Regions from separate parts of the Mus musculus genome. Here region 1 is linked to region 2. A link is a contact called in public promoter capture Hi-C data. All regions are on one chromosome and are shown on one strand. The core of a region is the stretch at or near the end of the contact, and the rest is flanking DNA. Distances in the headings are between cores, read along the strand shown. Region 1 holds the start of Vwa3a (von Willebrand factor A domain containing 3A). Region 2 overlaps Thumpd1 (THUMP domain containing 1).

Region 1 (2,973 bases), core at 157-2,656, 1.0 Mb before region 2:
ACGCCACAATGTACCTGTATTCAAAGGACAGCTTGGAGGAGGTTCTTTCCTTCCACCATGTGGGTCCCAGGAATCAACAAGGTTGTCAGGTTGATGACAAATGCCTTTATTTGCTGAGCAAGCTCATTGACCCAGGGCCTGTTTATTGTTATTGTAGATTTCAAATTTTATTTTTATGTGCATGATTTAATTTTTAAAGAAGATTTATGTACTTAATGTTTGAGCATCTCACCTGCATGTATATATGTATGTGTATCACGTGTGTGCCTGGTGCTGGAGGAGGCCAGAGGAGGGCAGTAGGTCCCTGGAAACTGAGCCTGGGTCCCATGGAGGAGCAGCCGGTGCTCTTACCTGCTGAGCCATCTTCCTAGCGCCTAGGCCTTGTTATCTAACTACAGTTACTCCACTGCTCCTGTGCAGTCCATGTTACCAGAGTGAGCCATCGCTCTTGCATAGAACCCTGCCAAGTTCCTGGTAACTCTGGGACCCAAGAGTTACCAAGGCTCACCATTCTTTCAGAACAACTCCTTGCTTCTCAACCCCACCCGTCACCCGCTCTGCTCCTTGGAAACCTCTACACACACACACACACACACACACACACACACTTCACTAACCATCCTCAAGCTGTGCTTACTTCTACAAACATCCTTAACCCCCTGTCTGCCAAGAAACCCCAGAATCCTACGTGTTACCCCACAGTGGAAACTCTATGGAAGTCCTGCTGTCTCCACACTGTTTCAGATCCTCAGCACCAAGTACAGAAATCTTTCTCTTTTGGCCAATGCTCAACCATTCTCTCTCCCCACTTGCCAACCCTTGTGACACTCACCTCCATCTGCATTTCTTCATTTACATCTCCATCTTTGGGAGAAGGCACAGCAGGACCTCTCTGCTCCAAGCTCCTCCAAACAAACGCTATAGAGCAGCTTGCCTGTGAGATAAGTGTTAGCTGGTCTCCAAGGTAACAGACTGCACCACGCCAGCTTGGGGCAGGGAAAGGCAAAGAGCTTGCTCACCCCAGGGATAAAGGGGCTCCTTGACTGTTGCAAGTCCCTCTGTCAGGTTAATCTGTGTTTCTTTTCCTGATAAAGGCAGGATGTGACCTGCTTTTCTACTTTTAGAACCTCTGGGTCAGCCAGGTCTATGTATGGTTTAGGCCAGTGGAGCCCTGTTGCCTGCTGCCTTCTTGTGGCCGGAATGGAGGAACAATGCAAGGGAAGCCCAAGAGCCTTCCTCTTCAGTTCCCCTGAGGATTGGGAAGCAGCCCTAGGAGATCTGGCAGCACCAGGCCAACGCCCAGCTGGAGTCAGCAGGTCAGTGTCTCCGCAGCCAGGTGCTACAAAGGTCATTCACTCCAGCAGTTCCCAAACCCAGGGACTCAAGAGGACTCACCTGTGTGGTCTGGTCTCATTCAGGAGAGTAGCCCGGGATTGTGCTGCAGTGCAGCAGGACCCTTTAACAATGGCCTCAAGTGATTGTGATGTAACTAGCACTTGGCACACAGTTTCACACTCCTTGGCACCTTTCTACAGACACAGAGATGAGGGGCTCCACCCAGGGTCCCCCAGCTAGCAAGTGGCTAAGCTCTTCTCATTCCAGACACCCTTAAGTTGGTCTTCATTTCCGGAACCTTTTGCTCCGGAAGCTGGAACTCCGGTGACTTGGGGACTTGTCTTTGAGGTGCTCATTCCAGGCCAGATCAAAAACAACCAAACTTCCCAAATAGAAAATGGTAATTGTCAGGCTCTGTGGGTTGCAAATGCCCTGTGCAAATTCAGGGCATGTAGCACTCTTGCCAACACCAACAAGGCGGGCAAGGGGCAGGTCAGAAAGGCTTGAGGGGACGACAGGATGACAGTGCTATGAGATGTGATGTGAATGAAGGTCAGGAGCACATGTGCCCATCTTGAGGGGAATCCTAGGTGGGAGGTCACGGGTACAGAATTTCAAGGCCAGCTTATATTCTGTGAGGCCCTAGATACAAGGGTTGGGTGGGGGTGGAAGCTGGTTAACTTTTTGGCATTGTTTTTTGAAACGTAAGGGTCCCAGAAAGGCATTTCCCCATCTCCCTTGCTTCTGAGATACACAGGGTTTTCGGTGTTTTGTTTTGTTTTCCCTTTTTAACATTTCAAGGGAAGCCTTCTTTCATTGAGCCCACTAAGCACATTCTGGATCCACCTGAGCTACAAGGAAAGCCAGGATGGCTTATGGAGACCACAGGAGAGGGAGAGGAGAAAGCTGTGTGTCAGGCTTGTGATGTGCAGCCACTCCTGCCTCAGCCACCCAAGGGTAGGGACTGCAAGCACACGTCACCACACCCAGCAGCAAACCTTTTGTAGATCTCTAGAGTGTGGCTCTTGTTGAGTATCAAAGCACAACAGGGATGTCTGTTTTCCTTTCCTTTGGTTTTAGTTTTAGTTTTTTGAAACAGGGTTTCTTTGTGTAGTCCTGGCTGTCCTGGAACTCAATCTTGAACTCAGAGTACTGAGATGAAAGGCATGTATGTCTGTCTGCCTGGGTAGGTGTATCTGTTTTCTTACCATTAGTTCTTTGGAGCTGGTAGGGTCTGTTCATCCCTCTCTGGTCACTCTTTTAAAAGCTCTCACCTGGTAACATCATGGGATGTATGTTGGAGGGATTAACTTGTATTTTCCTTTATTGCAAACGGAGCAGGTGCTCCTTGTGAGGTGGAGAAGCAGCATGAAGTCAACTGCGTTTTAAATTCCTGACTAAGAGAGGCTGCCAAAGGACGGGAGGAGGGCAGGGGAGGGATGTGTTTAAAGTCAAGCACAGGGGAGTGTACCGAGCTCCTGTGAATTAAGAGAAACTCAAACTAGCTTAAGGTGGGGGGTGGGGGTGAGGAGGTTTTGGCCAAATGGTCTCCATGCCTGAGCTCTCTTCTGGGATGGCTCAATTCTCAGGTCAAGGCTCCTCAGGTTTGGCAGGGATATCCGGGCCCAGCAGCACCAA
Region 2 (2,878 bases), core at 269-2,768:
GATCTATACTATACTATCTAAGCTATACTAAGATCCAGGTAGGTATGTCACACTCTATCTTCCTTTTCTTTTGTTTTCTTTTCTTCTTCTTCTTTTTTTCTCTTTTCTTTTTGGTTTTTTTTTTTTTTTTTTTTTGAGACAGGGTTTCTCTGTATAGCCCTGGGTGTCCTGGAACTCACTTTGTAGACCAGGCTGGCCTTGAACTCAGAAATATGCCTGCCTCTGCCTCCCGAGTACTGGGATTAAAGCTGTGCGCCACCACACCTGGCCCTATTTTTCTTAAACGGTTATCTTTTCTTCTCCCCTATTACTTGGATGAAGTTTGTAGGTAAACCAAAAGAGAGCACCTTTCATGGTTCCCGGGCATTCCCATCAACCCAGGGTTGTCTGGGCCACCTTTCCACTGGGCACTGACATCAGCCTTTCTTTTCCTAATCAGGAACATCACTTCTCCAATTAACCCTACTGTCATGTGTGTTAGGGTTCTAAAATCCAAACCACCCAAGCAGGCACAAGGGTCCAGCAAAGCATGATCTTTATTTGAATTAGGCAGCAAGAACCAACCAGTCAGGGACAACAGCACAGACTTGGGAGCCTAGTGCATGTTCAAATGTCCATCTCAGTAAGGATGTAAACAGATGACAAAATGTACTCAGGGTGATACTGATGGATCAGGGACACAGGGGCTAAACTGCATCCCTAAACCAGGATGTTTCAGAGTGTTTAAGCCCATGTATATGTGTGTATATGAGCACACCTGGCTGTTAGAGGACAGTTGCCAAGTTGGCTTCCCTCTTTTCACCATGTGGGGTCCTGGGATCTTCAGACTTGGGAGCAAATGCTTTTTCCAGCTGAGTTGGCTTGTTGGTCCAGAAAGAGGTTTTTTTTAAATTCTTGAGTTACTTCTACAATCCATCACACATTGTGTGTGTGTGTGGATGAGATAATCTTTTTGGAACAAAACTGCTTTTGTCTCAATCGTTTTGTTCAGAAGCAAGAAATGTAACGTTCCTGTCAAAACCAGGGGTATGCAGAACATCTTACCAATTGGTCACTCTCACATGTTAGGACATCCGTGTCTAACAGAGGCAAGGAGAAAGAGATGAATACAGTAGCTCTAGTATTAATATAGACACATTTTACAACTTAGTGTTTAATGCTCTCACGGTGCCAGGGTCTGCCTTCACTGAGTCCCTTCTGTTCCTCATGGTAATATGGTAGACTCCAGTGACTCCTGAGAAACCTAATAAGGACAATAAATGTCATGTTCTGCTGATGGCACGACCTCCGTTCTTTAAACAGCGACTAGCACGATAAACCTTAACTTTAAAACAAACAAATATGAACGGGTAAATAAACCATTTCTTTGTGAGCACGTTTTACACTCTGCTGGAGTTCAAAATCTACGTTTACGTCCAGAGCCCACTTGGAAGCTGTTGTCACTTTATGCGAGGACTGGGCGGCACCGGAGCCACCGGAAGGCGGCGTGCAGGACCGCTTGGGCAAACTGTCGCGTACGTGTGACGCAATCACCCCGCGTCCGCGCAGACGAAGACGCCAAGGAACGTGGATAGTAGGAAGCATGGCGACCACCGCCCAGCAGTCCCCTCAGCCTGTTGCCGGAAAGCGCAAAGGCAAATCCCAGTTCCTGCCGGCCAAGCGGGCCCGACGCGGTGACGCAGGCGGCCCGCGGCAGCTGGAGCCCGGCCTGCAGGGCATCCTCATCACCTGCAACATGAACGAGCGCAAGTGCGTGGAGGAGGCCTACAGCCTGCTCAACGAGTACGGCGACGACATGTACGGGCCGGAAAAGGTACGAGCCTTGGGGAGAGCGAGCCGCCCGTGGGCTCTTCTGGGGTGCGGAGGCGGCAGTTGCTTCAAAGCGCCAGTACAGTGCTTGAATGACCCCGCTTACCTTCCCGCCCCTAAAGTGGCTACTATTGCGGTCATGTGCCTGGTGGGCGTGGGCCTCCGGGCTGGCTCTTTAGGCTTTCTTGACATCACTAACGACAGTGACTCCCACGTCTCGATTGCCTTCTGTGGACCAGGGAGTGTGCTAAAACCCGTTCGGATGTGTACCTCTCGCGTCAGTGCGAAGTTGCTACAAGCTAAGATCTGAGATAGTGAAAGGGATGCTATTTTCCAAGTGCCCTTGAAAATACATTTCAGATCTCATCCTATGGCGGTTTGGCAGCCCCAATATTATTTGGCTTAGATCCCGGATACACCTGCACACTCTGAAGTGTGGAGAAAGATAGTGTAGCAGGCCCCACTACTAGAGAGGAGGGGGGCAGAATAGGAATTTGTAAAGGCTCCTTCAGTGTACACAATTATTTTTATTACCTGATTGAAAATGACCTTGGTAGGACAGGACCCTGTCTATGCTGGTGCCTCGTGCAAGTTCCCTTTTTGTGGAGCCCCTTTTGTTTTTGACAGAAGACTTTGCTGGCTACCTCAGGTTGGCCTCAGCTCCCCAGGTGTAGGGATTGCAAGCACCGGCCACTGCTTTGTGTGCTCTCTTTCTTATAGTGGGAGTAAGGGATTTTATTTAGTTCTCTCATACATTTGGTTCTAATCCTATCACAGCCACATTGCCTGCCTGCCACTATCCAGATGGGTCTGAAAGCATTTTCAGATGACACATACCACACACAGGGAATTAATTTATTTATTTATTTATCTATCTATTATATGTAAGTACACTGTAGCTGTCTTCAGACACACCAGAAGAGGGCATCAGATCTCATTACGGGTGGTTGTGAGCCACCATGTGGTTGCTGGGATTTGAATTTCGGACCTTCGGAAGAGCAGTCGGGTGCTCTTACCCACTGAGCCATCTCACCAGCCCGGGGAATTTATTTCTTAATGTACATTTTGG

What was found. Promoter capture Hi-C pulls out the DNA fragments that hold promoters and counts their contacts.
Region 1: a promoter capture Hi-C map of 3T3-L1-derived adipocytes shows a contact between it and region 2, with 5 times the contacts expected there. The contact joins the promoter of Vwa3a here to the enhancer-like site in region 2. A contact is called at or near these places in 5 of 39 promoter capture datasets (3T3-L1-derived adipocytes, frontonasal cranial neural crest, liver and 2 more), 2 of 115 datasets of contacts at active chromatin or transcription factors (astrocytes and large pre-B cells) and 2 of 9 other capture datasets (adipose tissue and liver).

What each region holds. Positions count from the first base shown.
Region 1 is chr7:120,737,990-120,740,962 of GRCm38.p6, reverse strand. It overlaps Vwa3a (von Willebrand factor A domain containing 3A), which reads right to left and starts at 1,406. Exons shown (of 34, transcript NM_177697.3): 1 at 1,020-1,406; 2 at 833-934. The coding sequence starts at 852.
Region 2 is chr7:119,719,446-119,722,323 of GRCm38.p6, reverse strand. It overlaps Thumpd1 (THUMP domain containing 1), which reads left to right. Exons shown (of 5, transcript NM_145585.3): 2 at 1,420-1,813. The coding sequence starts at 1,583. Among named protein-coding and RNA genes, the nearest start is that of Thumpd1, 2.7 kb to the left of the region's middle. Within about 2 kb of position 1,518, at least 339 of the 459 cell types and tissues checked have an H3K27ac peak or open chromatin away from gene starts, as enhancers often do. A contact at or near this core is called in 3T3-L1-derived adipocytes, adipose tissue, astrocytes and 2 more, where this site is marked.